Linked DNA regions of Pan troglodytes: regions 1, 3 and 4 are each linked to region 2. A link is a contact called in public Hi-C and capture Hi-C data. All regions are on one chromosome and are shown on one strand. The core of a region is the stretch at or near the end of the contact, and the rest is flanking DNA. Distances in the headings are between cores, read along the strand shown.

Evidence for each region. A called contact is a pair of places that touch in the nucleus more often than the background predicts. Capture Hi-C pulls out chosen DNA fragments and counts their contacts.
Region 1: a Hi-C map of induced pluripotent stem cells shows a contact between it and region 2, with 4 times the contacts expected there. The contact joins two enhancer-like sites. A contact is called at or near these places in 2 of 7 Hi-C or Micro-C datasets (induced pluripotent stem cells and a lymphoblastoid cell line).
Region 3: a contact with region 2 is called in a Hi-C map of induced pluripotent stem cells, with 2.5 times the contacts expected there. The contact joins two enhancer-like sites. A contact is called at or near these places in 3 of 7 Hi-C or Micro-C datasets (induced pluripotent stem cells and a lymphoblastoid cell line).
Region 4: a contact with region 2 is called in a capture Hi-C map of stem cell-derived neural stem cells, with 5 times the contacts expected there. The contact joins two enhancer-like sites. A contact is called at or near these places in 3 of 7 Hi-C or Micro-C datasets (induced pluripotent stem cells, a lymphoblastoid cell line and stem cell-derived neural progenitor cells) and 1 of 1 other capture datasets (stem cell-derived neural stem cells).

The regions. Positions count from the first base shown.
Region 1 is chr10:9,107,438-9,112,954 of NHGRI_mPanTro3-v2.0_pri, reverse strand. DCP1B (decapping mRNA 1B) reads left to right here. Exons shown (of 9, transcript XM_001153642.7): 8 at 2,747-2,995. Among named protein-coding and RNA genes, the nearest start is that of CACNA1C, 25 kb to the left of the region's middle. Within about 2 kb of position 2,229, at least 2 of the 24 cell types and tissues checked have an H3K27ac peak or open chromatin away from gene starts, as enhancers often do. A contact at or near this core is called in induced pluripotent stem cells, where this site is marked.
Region 2 is chr10:8,955,497-8,961,178 of NHGRI_mPanTro3-v2.0_pri, reverse strand. CACNA2D4 (calcium voltage-gated channel auxiliary subunit alpha2delta 4) reads left to right here. Exons shown (of 40, transcript XM_063786224.1): 37 at 1,834-1,951; 38 at 3,593-3,708; 39 at 3,997-4,076; 40 at 5,616-5,682. Among named protein-coding and RNA genes, the nearest start is that of LRTM2, 23 kb to the left of the region's middle. Within about 2 kb of position 1,713, at least 17 of the 24 cell types and tissues checked have an H3K27ac peak or open chromatin away from gene starts, as enhancers often do. A contact at or near this core is called in induced pluripotent stem cells and stem cell-derived neural stem cells, where this site is marked.
Region 3 is chr10:8,797,025-8,802,217 of NHGRI_mPanTro3-v2.0_pri, reverse strand. It overlaps WNT5B (Wnt family member 5B), which reads right to left. Exons shown (of 5, transcript XM_003952080.6): 4 at 2,441-2,733. Among named protein-coding and RNA genes, the nearest start is that of ADIPOR2, 30 kb to the left of the region's middle. Within about 2 kb of position 2,642, at least 2 of the 24 cell types and tissues checked have an H3K27ac peak or open chromatin away from gene starts, as enhancers often do. A contact at or near this core is called in induced pluripotent stem cells, where this site is marked.
Region 4 is chr10:9,091,636-9,096,890 of NHGRI_mPanTro3-v2.0_pri, reverse strand. No RefSeq gene overlaps it. Among named protein-coding and RNA genes, the nearest start is that of CACNA2D4, 11 kb to the right of the region's middle. Within about 2 kb of position 2,495, at least 8 of the 24 cell types and tissues checked have an H3K27ac peak or open chromatin away from gene starts, as enhancers often do. A contact at or near this core is called in stem cell-derived neural stem cells, where this site is marked.

The sequences.
Region 1 (5,517 bases), core at 980-3,479, 150 kb before region 2:
AGAAGCCACCTCCGTGCATCTTGATTGCCTGAGCTTTCTACCTGGAAGGAGAATCTTCACTTTGGTTAACAATCTGAGAACTTCCCCCAACCTTTTTGAGAGCATTTACTTGTAGAGTTAAATCTTCATTATATTAGGAGGTCTGAAGACCAACACAGACATGGGAGAAAACCGTAATTTTTGACTGTAGGAACTTAGTATGGTCTGCCTTGAAATCAATCTGGAATGCCAAGCAACTGACCTCCTCTTGTTTTTCAGTCCACAGTAAATTATTCACTTATTTAGTAAATATTTTTGAGCACTTACTACATGTCAGGCATTGTCTACATGTGGGTACATAATGATGAAGAAAACAGACTCCTTACCCACAGCCCATGCTGTAGGTTCTTGAAATAAACAAAAAACAGCCTATTTCCTCCTGAAAGGTGCAGCCAGTTTTTATCTTTCTCTGTATCGTCAGTATAGCCTACTGTAGATCAGGAGAGGTATGCATGCCACCCACCTCCACCCCCCACACAAACTGCCAGAGAGGGAAAATATGACAGTTTTTAGAAAGATTCTCTCCTTTAGAGAAGATGCTTCTCCATGTCCATCACTGACTTGGGACAGTGAGGAAACCACAAGCTATTGATCATCTGCCTGTGGGTAACATCTGGAGATCTGACACTGAATTATTTCCCCTTTGGATTGGAACACATTCATTGAAAGTACATTGGGTTTAAAAATTGGAAAGTTCTCCCTGTGTATCACATATATCATCACTGGCCCTTTGTCATGTTTTGTTATGTACCTTTTTTTGTTTTTTGAGACAGAGTTTCACTCTTGTCGCCCAGGCTGCAGTACAATGGTGCGATCTCGGCTCACTGCAACCTCCACCTCCCGGGTTCAAGCGATTCTGCTGCCTCAGCCTCCTGAGTAGCAGGGATTACAGGCACCTGCCACCACACCTGGCTAATTTTTTGTATTTTTTTAGTAGAGACGAGGTGTCACGATGTTGGCCTGGCTGGTCTCGAACTTCTGACCTCAGGTGATCCACCCACCTCGGGCTCTCAGAGTGCTGGGATTACAGTCGTGAGCCACTGCACCTGGCCTGTTATGTAACTTATAACAGTTTCTCAAAAATCTTTCACTTTTGGCTGGGCATGGTGACTCGTGCCTGTAATCCCAGCACTTTGGAGGTTAAGATAAGAGAATCGCTTGAACCCAGGAGTTTCAGACCAGCCTGGGCAACATAGACCCTGTCTCTACAAGAATTTTTTGTTTTTAATTAGCCGGGTATGGTTGCATGCCACTGTGGTCCCAGCTACTTGGGAGGCTGAAGTGGGAAGATTGCTTGAGCCCAAGAAGTTGAGGCTGCAGTCAGCCATGTTTGCACCACTGCACTCCAGCCTGGGCAGTAGAGTGAGACCTTGTCTCAAAACAAAAAATTCAGTTTTTTGAAAACAAAGACCTTAGGCATGTGCCAAAAGTCTTTGTGAGCCCCTGAGTCAAAGTGTTCTCATTTATTATTTATTAACATCCCAAATCTGAGTACCGATTGCTATAGAAACAATATTTATAACTCCCACTCCCCCTCATTTCAGTGTTATTGTCCCTCTTTTAAAAATGTCTGCTTTTTTCCTCTTTGATGATTTAGAATTAGAAGCATGGGATGAATATAGTCTGACTGAAATTTCTGATGTACAACTCCCTTGACTTTTCAGTACTCACAAATATCAAGAGCCGGGTGAGAAAGGCAAGCGTTTCAGCAGCCCACGCTGTGCTCGGAATGCTTGACTCCTCCTCCGGGAGCATCACTGCTCAGCACCGCTCCTTGAAATGTCATGTAGGGACAAGTTAAAAGAAACAGCCTGCCTTCCTCCAGGCCAGCTTCTGCTCAAAGAGACGCTAAGGGATTGATTATAAAATTACAGCAACTTCTAGCTTGCTGGCCTCCTTGCCTCCCTCTTAGGAGTTCTTTCGGAGAGTTCGGAGGCTGATAAATAACATTCTTTTTCTTCCCTGAGTTAGAGGCAAATGATAGCTGTAGGAGTCAGTCAGATAAGGATCAAAATGTCACTTGCATAACTGAAAGGGCTGTTAGAAAACTTGGTTTCAGGTCTGTTTGCCAAGGGAGTTAGACTCAACAGACAGGCTCTGGCAGGGCTGAGCAACAGGCAGCCCGGGTCAGCCCAAACACATCAGCTGCGGAAGCTGAAGATGAGGGCTCTCTGCAGGCAGGCAGATCCTGTCAGGGAAGGACCCAGAAGGGGTGGACCCACACATCACTCTCCCTCCCAACGAGAAGTGAGTGAGGCTGCAGGAGGGGCAGGGAGTTGCTCTCACAGCGCCTCCTGTGCTCCGGGGTCAGGAGGGGAAATGGGGAGGCCCCTAACAAGGGTGGCAGCTCACATAGGTTGTGAGACCTTTAGGTCAGGGTCATGGACAACCAGATCTAAGGAAAAGGTCAGTAGTCCTAAATGCACTTGCCAAATACTGGTAGCCTGAAAAATAAGCTGTCACCCAGAGGCCAAGCTGCATATGCAGTGGAAACAATAGTCCCCACAGCAGACGATACCAGAGCTGCTCAGTGATGCTGAAGGAAGGTGCGTGGAGTAGTGGAGCAAGAATCAGTTTCCCATAAACTTTTCTCAGCTAGGGAAGCTGTGGACAGGGAATGCTTAAACCACCCGTATCTGCCGCTGCAAGCTATCATGCCGTGAGCTGCTCCTGAACCCCGCTCTCTGTGTGTATTTGCTGTGAGCAGGTCATCTCACCTCAGCGCATCCCTGCTACAGCAGCTCCGTCTCTGCTTATGTCCCCCATGGTGTTCGCACAACCCACCTCCGTCCCGCCAAAGGAAAGGGAGAGCGGCCTCTTGCCTGTGGGAGGCCAGGAGCCACCTGCTGCTGCCACCAGCCTCCTCCTGCCCATACAGAGCCCGGAGCCCTCCGTGATCACCAGCAGCCCACTCACCAAGCTCCAGCTCCAGGAGGCACTGCTGTACCTCATTCAGGTAAGCGAGCACGTCGTCTCCCTTCGCACCTGACCACGCCTGTTGGCCTCCTGGCTGCAACTATGAGATAAAGACTCAGCCAAGGCCTGCTTAGCTTCCGTGAGAATAACAGGTGTGTGTAACAACTCATCCTGACCCCAGCGGCTTCTGTGCTCAGTTAGCTAGGTGTTATTTATAATACCAAGTGTGGCTTGGGTGTCTCAGCTCTTCAAGGATTTTGTAATTTGAAGGACTGTCTAAGGCCTCCAAGCTGTCACCTGTCAGAAGAGAAGGAAGCATATGTTGGGGATTAAGCAGTCCCTGAGAGGACCCTGGGTGCTGGAGGCCCAGACAGAAAACTCACCATTGGGAGGTAGAGGTGGGAGCAGTCGTGGGCAAGGGGCCATCTGTTGAGTGGGGAAGAGGCCACTGAGCGAGTGGAAAACAGGGAGGGAAGCAAATAATGGCCATGGCTGCTACAGGTATGTTTTACAAGTCATTTTGAAACCTGCTCATTAGGACGGGATGGAGTGACAGGACTCCTTGTGAGCTGCTAGCCTCACTTGCCTATGAAATTATGAAATAATAACGAGTGCTATAATAGCTAACACTCCGCAGAGCTGGCACCGGGCCCTATTTTAAGTGCTACACACAAGCACATTAACTCATTCACTCCTTACACAACAACCCTGTTATTTTTCCCATTCTACAGACAAGGAAACTGAGGCTGAGCAACTGGCCTGAGGCACGGAGCTCGTACATAAGCAGGGCTGGGATGCCCCCAGCCTGGCCCCCGAGTGCCACTTCCCACGTACTCTCTCCCGTGGGCCATGTTCACCACATGAATGTTGGCAGGGACCAGCCTCGGGAGAACATTCAGCACAGGTGCCCTAGCAAAGCACACCCAAGAAATCAACGGCAGTCCTTGAAAAGTGGAACATTTGTAGCCAGACAGACTTCAGACACCCCAGTTAACGTATTTAGGTATCTTTTTGGTAGATAATCTTTAAGAAAACTTGTGTGGTACTTTGCTTAAGCATCAGACGGCCTTTAGAGAGCAGGCCAGCCCTTCTGCGGTTGTCTTATCCTACTTAAAAAGACAGTGGTCTCAATTAGTACAACATTTTTAAAAAGGTTCCACGTTGGCCGGGCACAGTGGCTGCTCACGCCTGTAATCCCAGCACTTTGGGAAGCCAAGGTGGGAGCATTGCTTGAGGCCAGGAGTTCAAGACCAGCCTGAGCAACATAGCGAGACTACAAAAGAAGGAAACATGTTTGAGGAAGAATGAAAGGAATGGGGCTAGAAGTCAGCAGAAGCATAATAACAATCAGAGATAAATAAGGTCAACAGCAAATGATTGAGCCCTACTAATTCATAAGTAAATATCAGGATAAAAATATTTGCCACCTTTTAAAGCTATTCATAGTAAGCTCATGAGGAATTAGACATCTGTGAACCTCTTTACTTTGAGCCAGTTTCTTAAGCTGGAATTTAAAAGATCCATATGTTTTCTGGCTGATTCCCTTCACATTGTCTTGAGACTCTACTCCAGAGTAGTGGCTGAACATGGCGGATTAGAAATTACATTCCCCTGCCCTCCACTCTCTGCGTGCATTTTACTTCTTCCCGTGTACCACACCTCATATTCCCAGTCACTCAAGCAGTCTGTTTTTAGTTTCTGCCTCTTGTTAGGACACAATCTCATGCAGAGGAACTTTGTGACTACTTTGCAGGAAAAAGAGGGATAACATCACTCTCTTCATTGCATGAGAATGATGCTAAATCTGTGTGGGGTGCCAAGAGGGAATGAAGGGGGAATGTGAAGTGTGGGTGAATTACTAACACTGTAAAGAATTTGGGTGGGAGGGAGAAGTCTCTAGAATTAAAACATGAGGAAAACCACTGATTAGACCGTGATTCTCACTCCTTAGCCAGGCAAAAGAGCCCAGAGATTACCAGTCTTACTCCTGCCCACTTGCCAAGGCTAGAAACTTTCCATAACTTATGGGAAGACTTATATTAGCTTTGATGAAGTACTGATGAAGCATATTGCAAGTAAAATCCTAAGTAATGCCCAAAACAAAGCAGACACATTGTAGGTGACGTGGAGGGCCTTTAAGAACCACAGTGGCTCATGCCTGTAATCCCAGCACTTGGGGAGGCCAAAGTGGGAGGCTCACTTGAGCCCAGGAGTTCAAGACCACCCTGAGCAACATAGTGAGACCCTGTCTTAACAAAAAACTTAAAAGCCAGGCATGGTAGCACACACCTGTAGCCCTAGCTACTCTGGAGGCTGAGGTGGGAGGATCGCTTGAACCCGTGAGGTTGAGGCTGCAGTGAGCTATGATGCCGCTACTGCACTTTAGCTTGGGTGACAGAGTGAGACCCAGTCTCAAAAACCCAAAAAACAAGAAACAAAAAAACACACCACAGCAATCTCTTAACCAAACTTTGAGACCACTGACTTGGATCATGTCCTCCTAACTCCTCTGTCTGCTGGGGCTTCATGTCTTTTCATGCAGCAGACCCAGGCTGTTCTTGA
Region 2 (5,682 bases), core at 464-2,963:
CCCACCCCTTGGAGAAGCAAACAGCGGCACCCCAGCCCTCAGCGGGACTCCGGGTTCCAGGGGCCCCAGGAAGCTCTCAGGATGATTCCCCTGCGGGACCCTGTGTCTGAGGACAGAGTCCCCCAGAGGCAGCAACCATGAGAGGCCCCAACACAAAGCCCGGTGGCTGTGGCCACACGTGCAGGGCAGCAATGAGCCTGGCCTTTCACAGCACTCACTGCCCGGGCGCCTGGGCCCTCCATGACTGCAGGAGGCCATCTTGCCTCAGCGGGCTCTGCTCAGTTCCTCCGTGTTCATAGAACCTTTGCCATGGGGTTCCAGAACTTCCCACCACCTGGGCTGTCCCCAGCTTATCCCATCTCTTCATCTCCGCTGTGGTCCCCTCTCCGGCTTGCTCTTCGTTCTCTTCTGCTGGCCTTGGCTTGGGGCTTCCTCTGCCCCTGGGCTCAGGGCAGTTCGGGCTGTGTCTCCCGACTCCTTCTGGACTCACATCCGCGATCGGGTGGGGCTGCTCTGGGGTGTTCACAGTCACTAGGTGTCAGTGACAGGACACTGTCCCCTCTGTCTCTGTCAGCAGCTGCATCTTGCAAAAGTTGAAGATGATCTCCCTCAATCTGCCTGCTCAGAATTTCTCTTCTCTGGGGTACCTGTCCCCTGGAGCTCCTCCCCCTGGCCTGGCAGTCCTGGCCTGGCCTGCGCAGGTGTCAGTGTCCTCAGTGAAGGCGCACTGGACTTGGAGTCCCAGGCCGGGGCATAGGTGCTGCAGCCCCTTCCACTGCATGACCCTGGGGACGCCACTCAACCCTGCCATTGTCAGGCAGGCTTCTGTGCCCAGCCCTGGGGACAAAACTCACAGCCCTGGCCGCTGTGGGCTTGCTCCTCTCGGTGAGGGTTTTCTGCACGCCAGCTAGTGTCCCCTCTGGGTTTCCAGCTCTGGCTGGGAGCTTCTGGATTTGGAAGTTGGGGAGACCCATGCTGTCCTGTAGGACTCTGCATGAGCCTGGGAAGGTAGCTCACACCTGTGCTCCCTGCCTCTAGGTCTATCCCTGGGGGCCACAGCCAGGCCCTGAGAACAGAAGGGCCATGCAGACAGCCTGTGTGGCAGGGCCCTGCTCTGCCATGTGCCCACCTCAGGAGGCTCCGGGAGGGAACAGACTTGGGTCCCGCAGAGTGGGGCTGAGGCACTCGCCTCCACCTTTGGTTGAGTCCACTGTCCTTGTCCCAGGGAGCTAAGGCAAATCGCGCAGCCCCCGAGGAGTCCCGCACCGGGCGGCTGTGGCTTCTGGGCTTCCGCAGCCCCAGGCCTGGAGCCCACCTGCCCGGCTGCCCCCACCGCAGGCGCTCAGGCTCAATGGGTGGAGTGTGGGCCTGGCTATGCGGGAGAGCAGGGCAGGATTGCCCAGGAACTGCACTGCGTCTGTCCACAGTGAAGGGAGGGGTGGTGGGCCTAAGTACCCCCAAGCCACCCCTTGGTGCCCCTACTGCCTCTGCTCCCCGCTCAGACCCTCCCCGGGGATCTGAGTGCTGGAAGGAGCCCTGGAGATGGTGCACTGCCCCCAGCTCACAGCGAGGGCCAGGCTCCCCGAGAGGAAGCGCTTTCCCTCCACCGAGGCTCAGGGCCCCTGCGGCGCTCCCCGTGCGAAGCCACCCTCTCCAGAGAAATCCGTGTGTCTTCCCTCCCCTCACCCGCCCGGCTCCTCCCACACGTGTCCTGAGAACTGCCTGAGGAGGGACCATCTGCAAATGCACTGGGCCCTGGGAGTGCCGAGGCGAGGTCACCGCAGGCCAGAGGCCCCTTCGGTGGCGTGATGTCCTTTCTCTGTCTGCCCGCAGCCCACAAACACAAGAAGCAGGACCAGCTGCAGCCCTGCGACACGGAGTACCCCGTGTTCGTGTACCAGCCGGCCATCCAGGAGGCCAACGGGATCATCGAGTGCGGGCCCTGCCAGAAGTAAGACCCCAGGGCGGCGCCGCCCGTCCCGCCACACTCCTCCCGCCCTCCGCAAGGCGGAAGTCCGGGCAGGGCCCCCGGAACCCCCAGGGAACCGGCTCCACAGCCGGGAGGAGGGGGATGCTTCTAAGTGCAAAGCCCACGCTCTCGGGGTCTTCCCCCACCGTCCTCAGTGGAGGAGACACGCAGGAGGCGCAAGGTCCTGAGGCGGGCAGGACGGCTGGGGACCGGGACAGCCGGGATGGGGAGAGGTGGTCCCGAGGCCTGACCCTGTGTGTCGAGCCCACCCCACCAAGGCCGCAGCCGTGACCCCACGGCGTCTCTGGGCGAGTGGGCCCTTCAGCGGGTCTCCCCCACCCCTGCTCAGGCGGTGCCCGGGGCGGTGCCAGTGCCCGCGCCTGAGCTGCATGGGGAGAACTCGGAAGGCAGAGGGAGTGTGAGAAGAGAAGCCCGAAAGTGTGCGATGTCCTCGGGTCGCTGGGAGCCCCGCGGGCGCCTCTGTCAGGCTTCCTGCTGTGTGGAAGCCGCTAGTTATAACCCGCCCTGGCCCCGGGGAGGCAGGGAGGCCGCACGGAGGGGTCTCTCCTGCTGACCCCCCGCACCCAAGCCTGGGAGGACCCCCACGCTGGGAATGCAGCGGCCTCCTCGAGGGTCGCCTCAGCCAGACGTGCCGCTCGCAGGGCGGTCCCTAGACCCCCGGGCCCCTGGCACACCATTTAACAGTGCGGCACCTGCGGCGCAGGCATCGGGGGCTCCCTCCTCCCCAACTCCCTGCGCGTCGTGCTGCGCGGGTTTCACCCCGGGTTCTGTGCAGGGTTGAGGGCTGAGGTTAGCGTTCCCTGTGCACTTGTCGCAAAGGCTCGGTGCGAGGATAGAGCCAGCGGGCTCCGGAGTGAAGCGAGGGCTTCAGAGTAGACACTCCTGAATTGAAAACTGGCTCTGCGCTCCCCCGCTTATGACCGTGGGCAAGTGACTTCGCCTCCTCTAGTCTCCATTCTCTCATCTGCAAAATGGGCACAACACCAGCCTCATACAGAGCTGTGAAGGCTGAGAGTATACATGGCTGTGGTGTGCACATTGGGTGTGTGAGACCGCCCATCCCAGGGGAGGCGCTCGGTAGGCGGCCGCTGGGACTGCTGGGAAGGCCGTGGGCCTGGCGGGCGGGCTCCGCCCCACTCCGCGCCACTCCTCGCAGGGCGGCCTCGCCGAGCGCGGGACCACTGCGCCACCTGGTGGCCAAGCTCCAGCGCTGCCGCTTCGCCCGGGCCTGCCCCCACCACCCTCACCCAAAGCAAGTGTTGCCTCGCCCGCCCATTTGCTCGGGACGGTCTTGATTTACGCCTGTCGTCCCTGCATATATTAATAGCAACTCTGCACTCTCCAAAGCGGCCCAGTTTGGACTTCCTCACTGTCTCCAGTCTGCTAGGAAAGGAAATGCAGCAGCAAAGGCTTGTGAGGAAAGCCAGTAGGACTGAGCCATCTGCCAGGCCCGTTCCCTTAGCTGCCCCGACCCGCCCTGCCTCATGGTTCCGGGCTTCCCTGCCACCCTAACTCCACACTAAAGTCTCCAGAAGTTCCTTCCCTAGAAGCCCTTCTCGTGGTCGCCACGGAGCCATCCTCGACTCCCTTTCTTTGCTGCAGGGTATTTGTGGTGCAGCAGATTCCCAACAGTAACCTCCTCCTCCTGGTGACAGACCCCACCTGTGACTGCAGCATCTTCCCACCAGTGCTGCAGGAGGCGACAGAAGTCAAATATATCCTGCAATGCTCGGGGATGTGTGCGGTGGGGGCGGGGGCTGTAGGAGGTGTCTGCAGGGCTCAGATTTTGAGCAGCGGGGCCAGCCTCCTTCACCGCCCGTCTGTCCTCCACAGGGCTCCGTTATTTGTTCTCTAACCCTTCCCCGGGCCCCGGTGCTGCCTCCTGACCCTAAAGCTACTTGCAGGGCAACTGGTGGCACCAGAGCAGGTTCTTCCAGACCTTTTTCCAGTCTGCAGAATGGGCTCCGGTCCTGAGATATTGACCTTAACAGTGGCTTCTGCACATAATGCCTCTGTCAAATGTGACCGGATGCGCTCCCAGAAGCTCCGCCGGCGACCAGACTCCTGCCACGCCTTCCATCCAGAGGTGCGGGTTGAGGCGGATCGAGGGTGGGCCGGATTTTCATCCCCAAACCCTCTGTGCCTGGGTCTGTGCCCCTGCAGACAGGAGCATATAGGGATGCCAATGAACACACCCGTGCCTGTGCTTCTCGGGGGAAACATTTGCGTTTATGCCCTGTGACACTGTGATATAATAAGAAACAGATCTTTAGTCTTTGTCCTGATTCCTGGCAAGCTCCTAAAACCCTTGTTATTTCCTGAATGATTAGGGTGATAGGTGCATCTTTTGTTATAGTGTTTGGTCTTAGTCCCTGGTTCCTTCACAGGCGCCTCTAAGACCCTTGGAATGATAGAGGTATCTTTGTATGCTAATTAGATGACTGGTGGCTGGGGGCCCTAGACAGGATGAGAGCCGGCCACAGGAAACACCAAGTTAGGATTAGAGGGTTGGGACTTTTGGCTCCAAGCCCCTGGCTTCTGGGAAAGGAAGGGGGCTGGAGACTGAGTTGATCACCAATGGCCAAAGATTTAATCAATGATCATAATGAGGCCTCCATAAAATCCCTGAGCCACTGTGTTTGGAGAGTGTCCGAATTGGTGAAAGGGTGTGGGAGCTCTGCGCACCCCGTGCCTTGGCCTACGTGTCTCTTCCACTCAGCCGCCTGACCTGCGTCCTTTATAATAAACTGGTCATGGTGAGGGAAGCACCTTCCTGAGTTTAGTGAGCCACGCTAACAACTCACGGAGCCTGAGACAGGCTCATGGGAACCCTAGATTTACAGCCAGTCTGTCAGAAGGACAGGAGACCTGGGGCTTGCGATTGGCATCTGAAGTGACGGCCACCTTGTGGGACCGAGCCCTGTAACTTGCGAGATCTAATGCTAACTCTCAATAGTGTCAGACTTGAATTGAGTTTCAGGACAGACACCCAGTTGGTGTCCAGAGAGTGGGGTGGGAAAAACCCTTCACATTTGTTGAAGTGGTGGTGTGAAAACACAGCAGAGCCCCTGTGTCATTAAAATACGAAGTCAACCAGGATCCCAAGGTGCTTTAACAAAGAGCCACGCTTCCTAGGGCTTGGGCCCTAGGTGAATTAGAATGCAGTTTTCCCATCTTGTCCTCATTCCCGCTACACTTAGTTCTGAATGATCGAGCAATGTGAGGAGGCCGTCACGTGGATAATAGTCATAGTGGCTGGTACGGATCCAGATCCGAGACCCAGGTGTCAGGCCCTGAGCCGGGTGCTTCATACAGTCTGGCCTGCTGGGACCAGAAACCCCCATCAGAGATGCTCCCAGAGTTGAGGACATTCCGAGAGGATGACCCCGCGGCCACTCCAAGCCTGAGGGCAAGCAGAGAAGGCCGGTGCCCCCCTCCCAGGCTGAGGGGCCAGCCTTTGCTTTTCCCCCAAAAGGTAGGGGCCTAAGAAAGGTAGCAGTGCTTCCCCGGCTTTCCAAAACTCCCCTTTCCCCAGGATTTTGGCCCAAATTAGTGGTGGAAGCCCTTCCCTTTTCGAGGGTCCTCCTCTGAGTGCTGCGCTCTCACCTCTGCTCTGCGTTCGCAGGAGAACGCCCAGGACTGCGGCGGCGCCTCGGACACCTCAGCCTCGCCGCCCCTACTCCTGCTGCCTG
Region 3 (5,193 bases), core at 1,393-3,892, 160 kb after region 2:
GTTAAGGAAGAGGAGAGGTGTGGGGCCTGAAGGAAGGGGCTAAGCGGGGAGACAGACAGGGAAGGTGCGCAAGCCAGGAACAAGCCTGATGGGAGGGAAGGCTGCCAGATAAGAGCCCGGACAACATAACAAACAATTAAGGGCAATAAAGTGAGACCCAGCAGCAGGGGAAAGGGGAAGAGTGGGTGTCACCTGCCTGATCACAGGCACGTGCGGACACCACAGCGCAGCTCAGCAGAGCCACAAGCAGCCTCTGTGAATCTGACCTCTCCCGAGGAGGCAACACGGAACTCCTCTGTGCATATCCATTTGTGCCACCCACATACAGCACATAGAGGGTTGAAGCAAAGGGGCAGAGAGGGCAATCCCTGCCCACAGGAACCTACTGCCAACCTACCAAGGCAAAGGTAGATAGAGTAAGGAATACCTGAGAAGAGCAAGAATGCCCGATTGAAGATCAGGTGGGAGAAGAACTACTAACAATGGGGACTGGGGAGGGCAGTGTTTCAACTAAGATTTCAAAAACTGGATCGACTCTGGGCGGTCAGGAGATAAAGTGCGGATCTTAATCCCTTCACTGACATCTCTACTCCTCAGGCCCAGACACCCAAAGACGTGGGCAAATAGACTGGGAGACAGCCAAGACACCTGAGAGACCGGGTGGCTCCACACACGCCCTGAGCAGAAGTCATCTGAGATGGCTCCAGTCTCTCTGCCCTGGGTTAGATCAGCAATTACCAGAACTCCTAACATCACCACACACTGACCCCACCTTACACACACCCTTTTCTGGGAAGCAAAAATAGCCTCTGGATAGGGGAAGCGTAAGGAAGACCCCGGGCGTATAACCCACGCTGGTCTCCACCTGATGTCCCATGGCTGACGATGCTACGCACACAGGTGCACCACATTCCATCCGGCCGATACTACAACATCCCCATTCAGACAAAAGACACTTCCTATTCCATTTCTTTGATATGTGCTCCAATATATGAGTTCACATTTTTTTCTTTTCTTTTTTCTTTTTTTTTTTCCTGAGACAGAGTCTCGCTCTGTTGCCCAGGCTGGAGTGCAATGGCAGGATCTCGGCTCACTGCAACCTCCGGCTCAAGCAATTCTCCTGCCTCGGCCTCCCAAGTAGCTGGGATTACAGTTGCCTGCCACCAAGTCCAGCTAATTTTTTGTATTTTCAGTAGAGACAGGGTTTCACCATGTTGGTCAGGCTGGTCTCGAACTCCTGGCCTCAAGTGATCCACCTGCCTTGGCCTCCCAAAGCGCTGGGATTACAGGCATGAGCCACTGCTCCCGGCCACCATTCTCATTTTTGAGTGAGTTCATCTTTGTTACAATATCTCGCCTGGGAACCAGAGCCAGCTGGCTTGCCATAGACCCGAGTGGGGACAACACTCCAAGAAAGAAGTCCGTGCTGTTTCCTGAGAGCTCTTTTTCCAGGAGAAAGAGCCTCTCACCACCCAGTGCTCAGACCTCAGACCTTTCTCAGAGGAAACCCGGGTGGACGCCCATGTTGCCCTCGGTCCCTGTCAACACTGGCTACGCAGAAGCAGCAAAAGGCAGAGATTCCTGCGGGGCAGGCCCTCCAGTCTCGTGTGGCAGAGGCAGCCATGATGGGGGACAGCAAAGAAAAGAGGAGGCTGGATGTGTGCTCAGAGGGGGGGTTTTCAGGAACAAGGTGCAGGCAGGGAGGGTTCACGCTTTCCAGCACGCCACCGAGGGGCCCGGAAGCTGCCGCCCAGGTGTGCTCTGCACATACAATGAACCCAGCTCCCCTCACACCTGCATGGTTGCTTCTACTGACACTGAGGCTTAAAAGACAGTCACATTACGTGAGACTGGGGAGGCTGTTTCCTCCAGCCTTAAACAGATGGCTGTCTTCTCACACTTCCACTTATGTCTAAAATCTCCTAGCTCAGAAGTGTGTTTGTCATTAGTGTTTGAACGTGTTTTTTGACTGGGTTCTGGATACGGATGACAGCAGTTCTTGAAAGTCGACTCTGCTATTACCAGAGCCTTTAACAGAGCAGAAACCCTAGGGGAGGTCTAGCGGCCTACACATCCCATCGCGTTATCTGTTCAAGTTGCGAAGGAGGGGTGGCCAGGACAGGAGCGCTGCTCTAATCCTTACGTCTGGAATTCTGATCCAAACATTGCACCTAAGTCCTCTAGGAACTGTGAAATAATAAAGTAAGTAAAAAAAAAAAAAAAAAAGAAAGAAAGAAAAAGCACATATGCCCATTGGGAAGTGGGGCATTTTGAAAAGGATTTGTTCAATAACGTGGACATCTAAATTTGCAATTGTAGGTAAGAATCTTCACGGTCAGACTAACCCGTTTCCTTGATGGCCAGGCCACAGCTGGTGGCACAGCCCGGGAACAGCCCCCTAGGTCTGCAGCGCTGGGGAGGCCGGGGAGGCCCAGCTTACCCTGCGACCGGCCTCGTTGTTCTGCAGGTTCATGAGCACCCGGCCCTGCTCCTCTGATCCTTTGGCAAAGTTCTTCTCTCGCTCCCGGGCATCCACAAACTCCTTGGCGAAGCGGTAGCCGTACTCCACGTTGTCCCCACAGCCACCCCACAGCCAGTCCCGGGGCAGGTCCTTGGGCCGCGCCGTCCGGCTGCAGCCGCAGGTGGAGAGCTCGCCCTCGCGGCAGGCCCGGCTGATGGCGTTCACCACGCCCGCGGCGCTCACCGCGTAGGTGAAGGCGGTCTCTCGGCTACCTGCAAAACGAGGCAGGGGCGGTAAGGGGGTGCGCTCTCCTCTCCCAGAGACCTGTCCTTCTCCCCGTCTCCCCCGACGGACCTGCGCGCCGACACCGCGGGGGCAGGGGGCTCAGGAGGAGCGCTCTTCGCTTCCCGCTTCCCGTAGCTCTAAGGCTTGGAAACGTCTCTTTATAACGGGCTGAAATCTGCTGTTTTGCTTCCGCCTCTTGGCCCTAGCTCAGCCCTGCGAAACCGCCCAGAATAAAACAAGTCCCTGGCCCGGCGCGGTGGCTCAGCCTGTAATCCTAGCACTTTGGGAGGCCGAGGCGGGCAGATCACGAGGTCAGGACTTCAAGACCAGCCTGGCCAAGATGGTGAAACCTTCGTCTCAACTAAAAATACAAAAAATTAGCCGGGCGTGGTGGCGGGCGCCTGGAGTCCCAGCTACTCGGGAGGCTGAGGCAGGAGAATTGCTTGAACCCAGGAGGCGGAGGTTGCAGTGAGCTGAGACCGCGCCACTGCACTCCAGCCTGGGCGACAGAGCGAGACTCCATCTCAAAAAAAAAGAAAACACAAACAAACAAAAAAAAAACAAGTCCCTCCGGTCCTGGCCTGCATTAATATCCACTGCAGAAGAGCCTGTGTGACCTGCAGATTCCTAGGCGGGAGACCTCAGCGGAGGGGAGAATAGGCATTCAGAAACACACAGAACATGGGAGTCGAACAGAATGAGGCTAAGGAAGAAATCATGGTATCAAGAGTAGGACGTTGTATCCTAGCAGAAATGTCTCCCTCACAGATGCCATTTCTCATGCTCTATGAGCTGCACATCTGTCTGTCGGTACTGCTGCCATTATCTAGCTAGACAGTGGCAGAGGCCAGGAGTCAAAAATGAACTAGAATTACAATGTCTAGAAAAATCCAAGCTGTCTTCCTCTCTCTTCCACACTGCCTCCTAACTCAGGAGCCCTGGGAACAACATCTACAGCACCTACAATTCCAGACACTCAGCACGGTCCCTCTAAATACCCAGATCATTTTCCAGCAGAAAATCCCAACTATGTTCCCCTTTACTGCTGTGGTGAACCACCTCAACATTCATATAATGTATGTTCTATTTCAGTAAAATGTCTGTTTCAGAATACTCAGCTATCAGGGACATGCAAGCCCAAATCACCTCCACTGGGATGGCTATCATCAAAAAGACAGCCCATAACAAGTTGGTGAGAACACGGAAAAACCAGAACCCTCCCATACTGTGGGTGGGAATGGTTAAGTGGTGCAGCTGCTTTGGAAAACAGTCTGGCAGTCTAAGGCTAACAGTCACAAGGTTAAACGTAGAGTTCCCATATGACACAGCAATTCCACTCCTAAGAACACAGGCAAAGCTCCTCGTTTTACTATGCTCAGCTTTCTTGTGTTGTGCAGGTGTTGTGTTTTTTTGTTTGTTTGTTTGTTTTTGAGAGACAGTCTCGCTCTGTCACCCAGGCTGGAGTGCAGTAGCACAATCTCGGCTCACCGCAAGCTCCGCCTCACGGGTTCACGCCATTCTCCTGTCTCAGCCTCCGGTATATGGGACTACAAGGGCACACCACTGCGCCCAGCTAATGTTTTGTGTTTTTAGTGGAGATGGGGTTTCACCGTGTTAGCCAGGATGGTCTCGATCTCCTGACCTCGTGATCCGCCCGCCTGGGCCTCCCAAAGTGCTGGGATTAGAGGCGTGAGCCACCGTGCCTGGCCGGTGTTGCGTTTTTTACAAATTGAAGGTTTGTGGCAATCCTGCTACAAATCTATCAGTGCTACTTTTCCAACAGCATGTACTTACTTTGTGTTTCTGTGTCAGCATTTTTTAGCAATAAAGTATTTTTAATTAAGGGATGTACCTTTTTTTTAAGATGTAATGTTATTACACACTTAATAGACTATAGAATAGTGTAAACATAACTTTTTTTTTTTTTTGAGACAGAGTCTCAGTCTGTCACCCAGGCCAGAGTGCAGTGGCACGATCTCAGCTCACTGCAACCTCTGCTGCCCGAGTTCAAACAATTCTCCTGCCTCAGCCTCCCGAGTAGCTGGGATTACAGGCACCTGCCACCGCACCTGGCTAGTTTTTTTTGTGTGTGTGTATGTTTAGTAGAGACGAGGTTTCACCATCTTGTCCAGGCTGGTCTTGAACTCCTGACCTCGTGATCCACCCGCCTCGGCCTCCCAAAGTGCTGGGATTTCAGGCGTGAGCCACCGCGCCCGGCCCGCAGCATAACTTTTATATGCACTGGAAAACCATGCAACTCACTTTATTGCCTATTCACATTATTGCAGTATTATTGCAGTACGGTGGAACCAAATCTGCAAACCCACAATATCTCGAAAGTATGCCTTTATACCCAAGAGAAAGGAAAACATATGTCCACACAAAAACGGACATAGGAATGCTTCTTGCAGCATTATTCATAACAGGCAAAAATTGGAAACAACCAA
Region 4 (5,255 bases), core at 1,246-3,745, 130 kb before region 2:
TGTAGAGAATACTGCACTCAGAAAGCTCTGGGTTCTAGTCCCACCACCTCCTGTCTCTTTCGCCACCCAGATAAGTATCAAGGGGAAAGGATTTTCTGTGGTGTTAGTCGTAGGAACCTTGCAATGGTTGCTTTGGGCCAGAGCCACGCATGCTCCACACTGGCGTTTTCTACTTTGGATGGCAGCCCTGTGGGATGTGCCAGGCAAAACTGGCCCTTCCCCTGTCAGCCTCACGGGTCAGGTGTGTCCCAGCTTTTCTTATCGCCACTTACGGCTCCGTCATAAGTCGGTCCAAAATTATTTTTGGTGTTGTTATATTTTCTGCCCATAGCACTTCTCCAGGGTCACTTGTTCCTTAGATTTTATTCCCTCCTGCATAGATAGAGGTTTCCCAGCATGCACAGAGGCTGGGAAACTGTGGCTTGATAGGAAATCTTGAGATAACGGGTCCTGAAAGGACAAGGAGCTCTGCCCGGCGGTGCAGCGCCCAGCCTGTGTGTGGATGGCCGCCACCCATCGGATGCCACGCTGGAGACACAGAGATGAGTAAGACCCAGCCCAGGCCCCGAGGATCTCACAGACCAGTGGGAAGGAGAGTTACTGTAGATGACGTCGTGAGGGCCATCACTTACGTGCAAATGGGAGGCCAGGGAAGGCTTCCAGGAAGAGGTGATGCCCATGCTGGTTCTCAAAGGGTGGGTAAGAGTTGACAAAATAAGGGGGCAGCAGGAGTTTAAGGCAAAAGAGATGGCATGAGCCAGGACAGGAAGGCAAGAAGCAGCAATAGTGTCTGTGTACATGTGTGCGTGTGTGTATGGGGTTGTGTGTGTGTGACTGGGTGGGAAGTGGGTAGAATACAAGCTATTCGGTGTTCTGGAACTCGAAAGACAGACTGGCGGGAGATGCGGCTGGCAAAGCACCGTCCAGCCCTTCCAGAGACCAGAGACTCCGTGAGGGATTCTGCCCTCTGCTCCCCACTGCCCGGGCCTGGCTGCCAGCAGGGCACCCTGCCCTGTCTGACTGTGACCAGGTGCATAGAGGCAGTGTCCTGCGGAGGGGAGGCGGGGCCCAGGGACCTGGGCTCTAGCTTCTGTATGGCCACTCACAGAGCAGGATGTGGCCGTCTCCCCCTCGGGAGTCTGTTCCTCTCTTTATGAGATAAGGAAGTTGATAATGCCAATAATAAAAAATAATAAAATAATGCCTCACACGCGAGGGGCTCCGTGCAGATGAGACTCAGCACGCCTGTGAGCTGTGTGGTGATGTGGGTGCCTGTGGGAGAGCACTTAGGAAATGTTAGTCCGATGGGGGCCACCCAAGCCTTGGGGTCTCAGGGAACCTCCTCTAACTCAGATACTGGGGTCACTCACTTCCCTATCACACCCCACTCTAACGTGAGCAAATGAGGAATAATTTCTTGTTCATGACTTCAGCTGAAGGCTGCAGAACATTTTGGAGGGATTTTGCAGAGAACAGATGTCCAAAAAGTTCTAAAAGTCAAAGATTCTGGAGGTTCAAGTCCTCTTTCTTCTTAAGTGTCACCCACTTGTCCATCAATGGGGTGACCACGTAATTCATCATCCAAACTAGGATACTTCTGGGTGTGAACTCATCACACAGACAAAAGGCAGAAACATAGACTGTCCTGGGCAAATGCAGACAAATGATCCCCATGCATATCACCAGGTAGGCCCTGCCAAAATTCCAGCCGCAGGGATCCCTTAGATAAGCCTAAAAGAGTCAGACGGCAGGCGACAGCTCCCTTAGAGTCAGGAGGCTGAGTGGGCCAGCTCCATCATTTCTTCGCCCTGGATACTAAAGCCAGGCCGTGCAAACACAGGGCAGGTTCCCCTGTCAGACAAAGAGTCTCTACCAGATGTAGTTTCTTCCCATCTCACCATCCAGCCCCCTATCTCCTTTCAGGTCCTTCCTTCTGGTTAAGATGTTTGTTCAGGGGAAATCACTGTCAGAGGTGGCCCCTGGTCCTGAGTGTAGGGTGGCCACCACATTCTCTGCCTCCACATCACCTGGGGAGGCCGCTCCATCCACAGATCGGGGTGCTCTGTGGCGCGTGGAATGGCCCTGCAGCCCTGGTTTGGCTCTGCCGTGGACGGGAGCCTCCTCCTTCGTGTTGCTCGCCTTTGCTGAGCCTGCTTAGAGAGCTCTGAGCTGGACCTCCACGAACAGGTCACTCCACGGGTGGCTGCAGCCGGCCAGGCTGCCTGCATGTGAGAGGCGGCCACGTGGCCCCTGCCTGCCTCTCTCAAGTGCCCTTTTGTGTTCAGCTGGGGCAACTCTGTGACCTTGGCCACAACAGGCACTTTATAAAATGGGAGCATGAGAAAGGATCTTGTGAGGCCATAATCCAAGCCTTTCCTTTGGCTGCTGAAGACAGGCCCAGAAAGGAGCCAGGGCCTGCCCCTGGAGAAGCAACTTGCTAATGGGGGCCGGGACCAAAACCTCAGTGAACCGCCGCAGCTGCCTCCTTCGCTCAAGGTGCCCCTTCCTCCAACACAGCACAGCTCTCTCCTCTCCCTCGGGGACTCAGGGATTAGTCAACCTTTAGAAGTGTTTATTTATAAAGCTGCTGCTTCTCCTTCCAGCATCTGAACGCATTCTGCAGGCATTAATTAAGGAGGCTGCACAGCAAGCCTGGGAGGCAAAGGAAAGGAGAGTTTGGGGGGTTCATTAAAGGACAAGTCACCCCTGCTGGGAGCCTCTCCTGTTTATTCTTTAATTTCTCAGTCTCTCCAGAACACAAGTACATGCACCGGCACACATACATATACACGCGTACACATGCACACATGCAAGACACACGCACACATACTTCACATATACATACACATCACACAAACATGCACACACATACACACACACTTCACATACATACACATCACACAAACATGCACACACATACACACACATGCACATGTGTAAACATGCAATACACACAGATACACCTCACATATACATACACATCACACACACAAACGCACACACGTGCACATGTGTAAACACATGCAACACACACACAGATACACCTCACATATACATACACATCACACAAACACATACGCACATACATTCACACACGTACACATACGCACAAACACACATGCAATAGACATACACATTCACACAAGCCCATATACGTTCACTCACACATGCACACACATACATGCACACATTAACACAATACACCTCCACATAGCCACATCATAGACACACATGTACACACATTTGCACACACACGCCCCAGCCCATTTCCAGCAGTCTCCTGTTATCCTGTGGAACAAACCTCTGCCAATTCCATCCCAAGCATCCCTGAGTCTCATCCCCTGTGGTTTGGCCCCCACAGCACCCAGCGGATGCTCCCTCTGCAGCCAGGGAGAGGCAGGCAGAACCTCTTCACTTCACCTCACATGACCCTCGGCCCACACCCCTTCTCTCCACTTCTGCTCACTAAAAATTTCACTCCTGAATGTTGTGCACGCTCCAGCTCACACCATCTCCCCTGCTGTGGAGAGAGACGCACGATGCACGTTGAGTCTGGCTTCACTGCCAGCTCCCCGCCAGGGCTGGGAAGCTCCAGCCCTGGGTAACCACCGCCAGGAACTCTGTCCTGCGTTCTTCTGTCACGATCTTGGAGTTTGTTCTTGATGTTGAGCAGACCAGGGCAGCCTGCCCTTGGCAATGGGCCTAGGAAGCCGTGGTGCCAGGCTGCCCGCAGAGACCCCGCCATTCCCCACGTGGTCCAAGCCTCTGAAGCCCTAAACTTCTTGCCTCTGCTATTCTGCTGCTGTTGCTTTTTCTTTTCTCTCCCGACCCCACCCTCGGGCACACAAGCAATCAAGGTAATCTTGCTCCTTAGTGTATATAAACCTTCATCATTGGTTTGGACAAGGACTCTTTAAAAGTTCATTTCCTCCCTTTTACGTCCGTACCCCACTCCCATTCCCTACAACCCCTCAGCCATTGTATTCTGTTCAATGTGTTATTTTTTGTTTGTGTTTTTACAAAATGTATATTGTTTTGTGTGCGTGGCTTTATATTAATTCTACAGAGGTGTCAGATGCACACAGAAAAGTATGCAGAGTCCTCAGTGCACAACTCAGCGAAGTTTATAAACAGCCGTCTCTGTGTGTCTGCGTACGTGTGTTAACCCACATCCAGACGGCAATCTAGAACATTTCCGACACTCCAGAAGGTCTCGTATATACCCTGCTTAGTCAAACCAACCTTCCGGGATGTCACTATGCTGATTCCTGTCATCATAGGTTTCTTTCTGGAATTTCACATAAATGGAATGACACAAAGCAGCATCTTCACCGTCTTTTATCTGGATTCTTTCACTCCTCATTATGCCCATTTTTAATCACTGTGTCGTATTCATTTGTATGAAACTCTGTGGACCTATTTTTTTTTAGGACAGGATCTCACTGTCACCCAGGCTACAATGCAGTGGCTCCATCATAGCTCACTGCAGCCTTGACCTCCTGGGCTCAAGTGATCCACCTGCCTCAGCCTCCTGAGTGGCTGGGACCACAGGTGCCCGCTGCCACGCCCAGCTTATCTATTTTTAATTTCTGTGGTTCTGTGTCATGAATCCCGTTCTGGCTTTCCCTCCACTGACTGCCACGTTTAGGTGTCCTCCTCATCGCCATGTGCACGTGTCGTCCGTCAGTGCTCCATGCAGTGCTCCACCACGGCATCCGCCACTCTGCCACCAGCTCCGCGGGGATGGACGCACAGGCCCCAGTCACGGCCCTGCCCCGAGGAGATGCTGGTCGTCTTCCTGCTCATTCACTCCCCTGTGCTGCACTGCTGGGGTCAGACAAGGCTCCATCCATGAACCCATGACTTCAAAAGAAAGAAACCTTTGTCCTCAAATTTGGTAACAGGCAAACGGTCTGCGTGGAAGCCCTGTCTGCAGCCTCTGCTCACTCCAGGACGTGCTGCCCTCACTGCTCCTCTGCCCTCACAGCTCAAGGCTGAGCATTCCCGTATCCACGCAAGAAGGCCGGGGGACTGGCTCCCCAACAGCGGCCAGGACCTTGGGGGCACCCAGGGAGACTGGGGCCCTGCACCTCAGGGCTTTGGATCCAGGTCTGGGACGAGCCCTGGGAATCAGCATGGGAGCAGTGGCAGCCATCCTGTGGCCCTGAGGGGAGCTGGCTGGAGGACAACCTGAAATGCCGAGGGCAGCAGGAGGAAACACGGAAGGAACCTGCGTCCTGGGTGACATCCCGGAC